2 separate regions of the Triticum aestivum genome follow, and region 1 is linked to region 2. A link is a contact called in public HiCAR-type data. All regions are on one chromosome and are shown on one strand. Each heading gives the region's core, a stretch centred on a gene start, on an enhancer-like site or on the middle of the called end of the contact. The rest is flanking DNA. Distances are from core to core; before and after follow the strand shown.

What was found. HiCAR-type assays count read pairs that join an accessible place to other places.
Region 1: a HiCAR-type map of leaf shows a contact between it and region 2, with 5 times the contacts expected there. The contact joins the promoter of LOC123054541 here to the promoter of LOC123054539 in region 2. A contact is called at or near these places in 3 of 5 Hi-C or Micro-C datasets (leaf and an unstated tissue) and 1 of 1 datasets of contacts at active chromatin or transcription factors (leaf).

What each region holds. Positions count from the first base shown.
Region 1 is chr2D:565,624,933-565,630,244 of IWGSC CS RefSeq v2.1, reverse strand. It overlaps LOC123054541 (FCS-Like Zinc finger 2), which reads right to left and starts at 1,471. Exons shown (of 1, transcript XM_044478325.1): 1 at 695-1,471. The coding sequence starts at 1,282. The coding sequence ends at 986.
Region 2 is chr2D:565,494,591-565,500,267 of IWGSC CS RefSeq v2.1, reverse strand. It overlaps LOC123054539, which reads right to left and starts at 3,573. Exons shown (of 1, transcript XM_044478324.1): 1 at 2,671-3,573. The coding sequence starts at 3,548. The coding sequence ends at 3,048.

The sequences.
Region 1 (5,312 bases), core at 222-2,721, 130 kb before region 2:
AGGACGAGGCGGGAGACCTTATTCCATGCCGAGAACGGCACTATCGTATCGCCACTGCCGATCAAAGACAAACTTAACCCCACCAAAGCCTTGAAGTCCCAGCCCCCTCCCGTTGACGGAACGATAGAGGAAGAAGAAGGGACATGTGCCTAGTCAGGGAGTCACCGAAGACGGGTTGTCGTGTGCTCCTAGGTCATGGGAGCTCGGAGGAAAAGAACCCTTAGATTTGATACTTTGAGGAACTATTGCACCTAATTTGGGTAAGTTGGCATCTTTCTTCAATTAAAAAAAACATCACAATGGTACAATTTGTTTGGAATGGTCAGTAATATCGTAAGATTCACACAATCACCCGTGTGGGAAGCCAAAGGCAGACCCATCAAACAGGTCAATACACTTACACATAAAAAAAAATCTCAAAAGACTTAGAGCAAAAGCATAAATTCAGGGAAACATGATAATTTATCCTTCTCCCTTTAGTGTTAAAAAAGTCTTACATTATGGGACCGGGTAGTAGTTTACATCAATTCCATTTTAACAGTGACAGTGCTGTTGCATAGTGTCCCTAGCATGTCGTACCAAAAACCAAACAGGATTCAATCATTCAGGGAAACGAAATAGGAGACGGCGGATCTACCCTTTTTCTTTCAAGAAAGAAAAAAGAGACGGCGCACACGGGTGGCCTACACCGAAGTTGAACAAATCGTGAATCGTGTTTGATTGCTTCCTTCAGATCCATGGCGTTTTCTACTTCGTTTCCAACAAAATCGAATCAACGGCACAGCACAGATCAACCAAGAATCTACAGGCACACGGCCAGCTTAATTAGCTTGCCATGGACACTTATGGGAAGCTACAGTCACCTACCACCGGATGCTTTGCCCTGCACTGCGTCCCGAAACAACGTCGATGGTTCTTCAGAATACAGCGGTTGTTTCTTCAGAATTCATTCAGATCTTGTGGATCCAAACAAAACTTTCCGCGGCTAGCTGGCGATGGACACCTTCCTGGACTGCCGCTGCCCACGGTGGGACTCCGTCTCCGTCTCCGCCGAGAAGCGCTGCGGCCTCCGGGCGGCCCGCCTGGCGCAGACGGCGTCGAGGTACATCTGCTCGTGGCGGCACTCCTCGCTGCAGAAGGGCGTGTCCCCTCTGTACATGAAGACGTCGCTGTCGCGCGCCAGCCGCTTGGCGCAGAGCGCGCACGCGTCCAGCGCGTGCTTGCCGGGCTCGCCGGCCGGCTCGGCGTCGAAGAAGAAGGCGCAGGCTACTGATGCCGCCATGGTATTGCTGTGTGGCTCTTCTAGCAAGCTCGAGCTTCAGAGCTAGAGCTCACAGCTCGCTGCTGCTCTTGGCGGGAGGAAAGTGGGTGAGTTTGGTGCAGCGGTGCGATGGGGGAGGGCTGGTATATATGGGGGAAATGGAGCAAGGGGAGGCCATTATTGGTGCACTGGAGCTGGCGGCCTGGGAAACCATGGTCCGGTGCGCGGTATGGGTCTGTCTAACTATGGACGATGGGAGCGGTTCGACTAGTTCATTCCAGCATGCTTGGGTGTACTGCGGTGGTTGGCTGGATGGTTAACGTGGGCCACGCAGTCGGCTCCACCGCGACGAGAACGACAAGGGGAGGAGTTATGAGTGACGTGGATTGGCTCTTTATCTAGAAACGAAGAGGACAGAGTCTCTGTAAAGTGTCCATGTCCACGTATAGAAAACCGGACGATTGATCAGGACTGGAAATACTAATACCTGTTACGTTTTTCCTAGCAAAAAAGAACGCTGTAGGTAAGAGCATTTTCAACAGAGGCACAAAAATTCCGTGCCCTAAAATAGTTTGAAGCCTCTTTTGGTTCATAGGATAGAATTATCATAGAAATAGGAATTTTGTAAGAAATGAGATGACATGTATCTCAAATCCTATGAGTAGGAATAGAAAACGAGATGTTATTTGATTGACACCAAAGGAATTTTTCCATTGAGTTTAGGTTTATTTTTATTTTTCTATGAAATATGGAGGATAGGAACCAATCCTATGTAGCAATAGGAGTCCATTGCTATGAACCAAAGGGCTCTAAAGGGAAAAAATCCTATAAGAATCCTATCCTCTAGAATTTCTATCAAATTCCTTCAAACCAAAGGGAGTGAAGTCTGTTTTAAACCTTGAATTCATGCGGCTCGTCCAAATTAAACCCTAACCTTTCAATCCCTGAAGTTGGTACCCTCTACTCACTGATCCCGATCTATTTCGACCTTGAACCTGTTTGCCGCACTAGGAAAAAGATGATCCCGACCGGGTTTAATCTGTACTCTCACTTACAACACTGACCCACATGTCATTTCCGTTCTCCAGTCTCCACCTAATCCCCAATTCCCCTCCTCTCTCTCCTAAAATGGTGAAACGGGCGGCCGCAGAATGGCGGAGGCGTTGGTCGGCGGCGAACTTGTTGGGGCAGACGAAGCAGTTGATGAAGGACAGCAACACGAACGTCTTGTGTGCTTACATGGTGCCACACGGGCTGCACGGCCACAATGACGGTGTGACGACGACAAAGCTTCTCCTCGCCGGCCGCAACGTAGTACAAAGCTAGCACTAACTCCGGCTGATCCTTGATTCCTAGTAGCACGATCTCCTTTCGTCAATCCACTGGGACGTGCACTAGCTTACTACTTGCCCTAGTTAGTCAACGGACCCAAGACACGCATCAGCGCCGGGTTATGCCATTTTTAACTCCAACGGAAAGGAGGGGCTGGCGGTGGAGCACCCCCGAATTCTCTTGTCCATGGCCTGGCGCATGGCGAGGCAAGGCGGTGCGGCCATGTCGAGGGAGGCTGGCGGGAGGCGTTCCCTTGCCGTTGCACACTCACGAGGACAGGCACCACGCCCTGCTCCCCGTTGCCGTGGACATCGGCTGGCTGGGCTTGAGCATTGCGATTCCTACAGAGAGAGATGAAGAGAATGAGCAGAAGGTGAATATGACAAGTAGACCCATGTACTCAGTGAGAGAAGAGAATAATCCTGGCCGGGATCAATATTTTTCCAGCACACTAAACTAGCATAACCGGATCCAGGGTTAAAATAAACCGGGATCGATAAGTACAGGGTACAGATTTCAGGGATTGAAAGGTTAGGGTTTGATTCCGACCAGCCGTATGAATTCAAGGTTTAAAATAAACTTCACTCAACCAAAGGAGGCCTTAGCGCGCCACTGTAGCATTTTTAGTGTGCCGGACCCAACATTATTTTAGTAGATGCCTAAAAACGCGCGTCCAAAAAAACACGCAGTGTAAATTATGAAGCGCGCACAATCCGACACTTCTAATTTGTAACTTTTGATAGCGTTTTTCAGCGCTCGCCCAACCCTTTTTTACGGATGCACTGTTTTACAGCTTTTGCTGGAGCTCTCCGGCGTCAAAAAACTTGAATTTTAGCACGCGGCCCAGTTTTTGGGCGCCGGTTGGAGACGATCTAAATCATAGGAGTAGGAGTGAGTATGGGCGTCAATAATTTACGCACAAGCATCCACTGTGCCACTTGTCGGGAACGAGGGCATCAAATCTACCTTTGGATTTCTTAAAAATAAATTACGCCTTTGTAATAAACTAATGCAAACGTCTTAGTGCTGGTAACTATGGTTCCAGCACCTTAAGAAACATACATAATGGAGGTACACATGGTCAGGATGCTATAATGACAAGCTATAGCACAAAAGAGGCTTGGCGGTGTATCATTCGTGTCCTTCTCAGAAGAAAACATAAGCACAAAAGAAAACCAGAAAATATGTGGATGCACTTTTTCACCGGCCGGTGCTCCATTCAGGAATCTTGTGGACGTGCCGTGCATGCGCGCCACGGCGCCAGGCACCACCCTGGTGCCACCAGCCGAGACACTGGGAGCTTGGCACGCGTACACATATCTTGTCTGCGCAATCAAACGAATCATCATCAGCCTGTCGCACAGCAGCGCCCACATGCAATACAAGCCGTGCATCCGGTACGCTGGAGACTTTTGGGCAGAGGGGTGCGGCTCACGCGGTGCGCGTTGTTTAACCGGTATAGGCTGCCAGCTGGTCTCACCATCGGGGCTGCCGTGCACGCTTCGGACCAAGGGGGGTGCACCTTGCAGGCTACAATCACGGTCGCACACGCCTGAAGATTGCACTGGCGGTAGCAGTACTGTAGTCGTAGTAGTGCTTTTCTCGCAAAAAAAAAAGTCGTAGTGGTGCTTGTGTCATCTCATGCGAATATACTAGGGGCAAATGGCATCCTGCATTGCCGGGCAGGCGGGCAGGCTTCGCTCCGGGGGCAAATTTTAACAAATTTGACCTATAGATGAAATCAAATCACAGAATGAACTATCCGTAAAACTATTTCACGCGGCTGACCTTTTTGTGTGATGCCCGACACGAAGGCGCCACACTACACTGTGCAACGCCTCACAGATAGGCGCTACACGGCCAGCGTCGCACCCGTGTGATCAGAAAATTACTAAGTCAGTGTGTAGCGCCTGAGAGCTAGGCGCCACACTATACAGTGTAGCGCCTAGCTCCTAGGCATTGCACTAGTGCAGCGCCTAGCTCCCAGGAGTTGCACTAGTGCAGCGCCTGAGAGCTAGGCGCCACGGGTCAGCCGCGTGAAATAGTTTCACGGACAGTTCATTCTGTGATTTGATTTCTTCTATAGGTCAAATTTGTCAAATTTGCCGCTCCAGGGAGCAGCTTTGTCGAGATCTGCACCCACTTTGTTTACCAGTGAGGCATTTGCACGTAACCTTGGAGTCTGCAAGGACGTCTTTGGTTGCCCGCATGAGGCCCAGCCTGGCCCCGGCGGGAGGAATTTGGCCCGTTTGGTTTTCTGCATTCACTGTGCCGCTCGCATCACGCGAAGCTTAAAGCACGTCCAGGCCAGGCCCAGGGGCAACGCATGAATCGGCAGTAGCTCGCGAGTCTGGCCAGGGCGAGGCAGGGGAGGGCGACACGCTTCTCCCCTCGTGTGAGCAGGGGAGATGGCGCGAGCTTGCCCGCGTCGCCGAAATATCGGCGGGAGGATTTCGGCTCATCTCCCGCCGCTCCACCCCCTATTTAGCCCCTCCCTCACCGCCCCAACTCCTGCCACCATTCTTCCTCCGTTCGCGCTTTCCCGCCGACGCGCATCGGCACCGACGAGCAGGTAAGCGGCGCATCTTCATCGGCCGGCCGTCCACGGCGTCGGAGCTCCTTCACCGGTCGGCGTTCATCTTCCACCACCTTCCCCCCTCGTCCTCAAGCTGCAGCCATGGCCTCTGTGAGTTCAATCCCTCTTTCTCTCTGTTCCTTC
Region 2 (5,677 bases), core at 2,324-4,823:
CACGGGGGTGCACCCTTTTCGCTAGTGAGGGGAGCCGGAATGATTCCCAGCCAGCTGCCTGAATTTTCCAGGCGCTTTCCATCGCGTTGTACTTTTGTACAATGGTTGCTAGGTCAACGAACTTTGGTGTGCGGCGGCGATTGATGGCATTAAGGATACCTTTGTCCGCGCAGTTGTTGCAGAATGCTGCTATCGCGTCTTCATCGCGGCAGCCTTTTACCTTGTTTTTGACAAGGAGGAATCTGCCCCAGAAGTGGTGGACCGTTTCATGAGGCTGTTGTTTGATGCCTCTGAGAGCATCTATGTCCGGGTGGGTGGGTGGAATTGAATCCGAATCCCGACCTGGTTTTGAATCCGGAGTTTGGAGGTCTACCGGGCCGGATAGTTCGGGCTCCGGGATATCGACTGATTTTTTAGGCTCGTCATTCGACTTTATGTTCGGAGGAAGAGACATGACCTTCTGCCGGCAAGTATCCGGCTCTTCAAGATCGGTGATCCGAACATAGTTCGTCTTCAATATAGTGGAAGAGTTGCTCCGCTCCTCGACTACCGCTATCTGATGGGTGATCGGTGGAGTTTTAATTTCTCTCTGGTCGGGTTTAAGCCCGACCCGATCGTAGTCCGTAGCGACCCCCAAGGCGGCCATGCGATCCAGGAGTTCGTTCAACGACGACAACTCCACTGGATCCATGCAGGCGGAGTATTCGGGATCAACGCGGAGGTGATTGTTGATGACTTGAGAGGTCATCGTCGGCTTAAGGGCCGAGCCGGCGGTCATGACGAAGCCGCCGAGACGGAGGGTCTGACTTGGGGCCAGGGCTCCTCCGGAGATGATATTATCCTTGACAACAAGGCGAGCCATCAACCCTCTTAGCGACGTCACAGAGGAACTCTGAGTGAAAGCACCAATGTCGGTGTCAAAACCGGCGGATCTCGGGTAGGGGGTCCCGAACTGTGCGTCTAGGATCGATGGTAACAGGAGACGGGGGACACAATGTTTACCCAGGTTCGGGCCCTCTCTATGGAGGTAATACCCTAATTCCTGCTTGATTGATCTTGATGAATATGAGTATTACAAGAGTTGATCTACCACGAGATCGTAATGGCTAAACCCTAGAAGTCTAGCCTATGAGTATATGGTAATGAATCTGTCCTATCCGGACTATTCTCTCCGGTTTATATAGACACCGGAGAGATCTAGGGTTACATGAGGTCGGTTACATAAGAGGGGATCTTCATAATCGGCCGCCTAGCTTGCCTTCCACGCCAAGTAGAATCCAGTCCGGACACGGGTATAGTCTTCGGTCTTCGTGTCTTCATATCCCATCAGTCCGGCCCAACAGATAACAGGCCGGACGCCCGAGGGCCCCTTAGTCCAGGACTCCCTCAGCGGGGGCCGGGGTCGAAAGGTGACCCGATTTAATGGTGTCGACACGTGGTGTACGATGTGTTAGTGGGTCACTGCCTGCCTGTCGGTGACTGGGCACATCTTCCGTAGCACGTCCACGCTTTCCAACCAGCCATTGAGCGAAGCTCACACAATCTCCGGTGACTCGGCGATAACTAGTTACACATATGTATAATGCATCAAAGAAACAAGAGAAACACCGAAGGTTCAAAGAGTTTGCAAATTGACGTGTTATCATTTTGAGGTAAATACACATACACTGACGGTGCTAGAACTTGCGCCCAACGATCAGTTTGGTACCAAAACTAGAAGAACTTGCATAGATGGCCATTTTGGCACATCAATACCTCAAAATAGAGTGCTTTTTTGGACGAGTGGGATCTCACGAAAAGATTAAAACAGAAAAGTCCTTGGTTTAGCGACTTTGGAGAGGGCTCACATGAGGCAAGGCTTCAGTATTACCAATCTAAAAGAGGGCAATATTTTCATCTCTGCATCAACCATAGAAGAAGGGAAAAAAATATCCACCATCTCAACCATAGCCCAGGGTGGGTTACCATTCATGAACACAAGAAGGTTACCGTCCAGAGGCATTCACCACTATCATGAAGAAAAATTGGTTAATGCTTTGAAAATAGCAAATAAACTCAAAAAGTGGCCGAATTTAAGCATGAACTTTGCAACGGTGTGTATTTTAAACCTAGTAAAAGATTCAAACTTTTCCGTCCTTGTTTGGATGTTATTTTGAACCAAAAATGCAGAAACAAAAGTGGTGGGCCCTTAGTGTCACCACTTCGACAACACATATAGTCCATTTGGCGGTTTCTCAATTTTAATTCGACCCTTTTCTCCTCTCACGCCCCGACCCCCCGGCCACTTTGCTCTTGCCGCCATCGCCAAGGTGTTCCTCGGCCTATCTGCCATTGCGACCGTCACACACATCTCCACCACCTTTGCTCGTCGTCGTCCTCCATCGTTGCTGCGCTCTTCGGCATCCCCGTGCGCCGACTGTTCTCCATTGCCTCATCTCTTCCGCCAACGTCGCAATTTTTGTTTGGCAATCCAAACGGATAAAAAAACACAAATCATCTATCTGTTTGGGTTGACCGGTTGAAGTTAGTTCTTTTTCATTGCCATGAACTGTTTACAGTGACAGTGCTCTATAGCACAGTGTGCACGCAAAAGGACAAAACCAAACAGGATCCAATCATTTAGGGGACAAAACCAAACAGAGTGGGCAGACATGCGACCCAAATTGAGGATAAACAAATTGTGAATCATGTCTGATTGCTCTCTTCAGATCCATGGTGTTTACTTTTCTGTTTTCATTTCTAATCAAATAATTCATCGGCACATGACAGATCGACCGAGAACAACTGAACAAGTACAATTTACTCCCATCCGGGCAGCTTAATTAGCTTGTCATGGACACATGCGGGAAGCTACAGGCACCTGTGCTTCGTGCCGCCTGATGCTGCCCTGCCTCTCGTAGGCGGCGCCAAAGCTAGAGCACCGGCCGGAGAGGGAGACATCAGACAACGCCTCCCAAGAGACATCGATGGTTCTTCAGAATACAGATGTTGTTTTCTTCAGAATCCAGATATTTTGGATCCAAACAATACTTTCCGGGGCCGGCCGGCTAGCTCGCGATGGACACCTTCCTGGACTGCCGCTGCCCACGGTGGCACTCCGCCTCCGCCGTGAACCGCTGCAGCCTCCGGGCGGCCTGCCTGGCGCAGACAGCGTCGAGGTGCATCTGCTCGTGGCGGCACTCCTCGCTGCAGAAGGGCGTGTCCCCTCTGTACATGAAGACGTCGCTGTCGCGCGCCAGCGGCTTGGCGCAGAGCGCGCACGCGTCCAGCGCCGGCATGCCGGGCTCGCCCACCGGCTCGGCGTCGAAGAAGAAGGCGCAGGCCACCGATGCCGCCATGGTATATGGTTGGAGACGGAGGCTTCTTCTAGCTAGCTCGGACTTGTGCTCCAGAGGGCGGGGGAAGAGGTGGGTGAGTTTGGTGCAGCGGTGCGAAGCGGGAGGCCGGGTATATATGGGGGGAGCGGAGCACGGGATGGCCATTATTGGTGCACTGGCGGCCTGCAAACCATGGTCCGGTGCGCGGTAACCATGGACGAAGTCCGGCATGCCCGGGTGTATTGCGGTGGTTGGCTCGATGGCTAGCGTGGGCCACCGCGACGAGAACGACAAGGGCGGAGTTATGCTTGACGTGGACGGGGTGGTCCCGACAAACGGAGAGGACTCGAGGCGTCTCTGCAGAGTGTCCATGTCGACCTAGAGAAAAACAGGCGATCGATTAGGACACATGAAATACTACGAGCAATTGCTCCGCTTTTTCCTGCAGAAGAACGCTGTGGATAAGTGCAAGCATTGGCGTCAATAATTACCGCACAAGCGTGAAGCCTCCATGTATCCCTGTGCCACTTGTCGGGAACGAGGGCGTCAAATCTACTCTCGTAGTTTTGGATTAAAGTAACTTGAACGTCTTGGTGTCGATAATTAGGGTTCCAGCACTAGAACAAACAAGCGCAAGCGACAGGCACGGAGACACCGCACATGGTTTAGCCACGCTAATGACAAGCTACAGCAAATGCACATACACGCACCTGGTAGCACTACTATGATTCGTGCCCTTTTCAGAAAAGAAATAAAACGAAAAGAAAACCAGAAAAGAGTTTGATGCCGTTTCCTTTTCACCCGCCGGTGCTCCATCCGGGAATCTTTGGGGCTGTGCCGGTGCATGCGCGCCACGGCGCCAGGTCGCACCTTGTGTACAGTAGCCAAGACACTGGGAAAAGGAAACCAAGACATTGGGAGCTTGGCACGCGTGAAGTTCTTGTCTGCTCAATCAAAACGAACCACCTTGTCACACACACAACACTTGAGATCCACTCCTAGTACGCTGAAAACTTTGGGGAGAAGGATGCGTTGTTTAACCGAGAAGCTGCCAGCTGGTCTCGTCGTCAGAGTCGCCGTGCAGGTCTCGGAACAAGGGGGTGCACCTTGCAGCTGCAGGCCGTAATTAACAGTCGCACGCCTGAAGATTCCACCGATAGGTTTCCATGCCACGGGTAGATGGCATCTCGCATCGCCGATGTCAGGCGGGCAGGCTCCGTCCTAGGGGGCAGCTCTGTCGAGATCTGCGCCCAGTTTGTTTAGTCCCTGGCTTAACACTTAGCAGTGAACTAGTTGCACGTAATCTCGTTCGGCAGAGATGATGGACAGTGGTAGTAGCACGCTCGCCTCCAGAATTTTCTGAAGAACTCTTTTCCCTGTGATGATGACGACTCCAGAGTTTGATTGGTGTGGGGGCTGCTAAAAGCGGTTGGGTTTTGTTTAAAGCGGCGAGTATCGACACTCGACACAATGATACGACGTGCTCCGTATGCAACCGAGTCACGGCACATCTCTTCCGTTGCACGTCTACGTCTTCCAGCCAGGCCATTGCTCGCTCACCCTAGTCCAATTCGGTTTGGGCTTGCGGAGAGGGGAGGGGGGCGCCTCCACCTGGCTGCTGCCTCCTCTCTTCCACTGAGGCCCATGAAGGCCCATTAGCCCCCCGGGTTCCGGTAACCTTCCGGTACTCCGGAAAATACGCGATACACTTCGGAACCATTCCGGTGTCCGAATATAACCTTTCAATATATCAATTTTTATGTCTCGACCATTTCGAGACTTCTCGTCATGTCTGTGATCTCATTCGGGACTCCGAACAACCTTCGGTACATCGGATCACATAACTCATAATACAAATCGTTATCGAACGTTAAGCGTGCGAAGCCTACGGGTTCGAGAACTTTGTAGACATGACCGAGACACATCTCCGGTCAATAACCAATAGCGGAACCTAGATGCTCATATTGGCTCCTACATATTCTATGAAGATCTTTATCGGTCAACCCGCATAACAACATACGTTGTTCCCTTTGTCATCAGTATGTTATTTGCCCGAGGTTCGATCATCGGTATCATCATACGTAGTTCAATCTCGTTACCGGCAAGTCTCTTTACTCGTTCCGTAATATTTCATCCCGCAACTAACTCATTTGTCACATTGCTTGCAAGGCTTACAGTGATGAGCATTACCGAGAGGGCCAGAGATACCTCTCTGAAACACGGAGTGACAAATCCTAGTCTCGATCTATGCCAACCCAACAAATACCTTCGGAGACACCTGTAGAGCATCTTTATAATCACTCATTTACGTTGTGACGTTTGATAGCACACAAAGTGTTCCTCCGATATTCGGGGGTTGC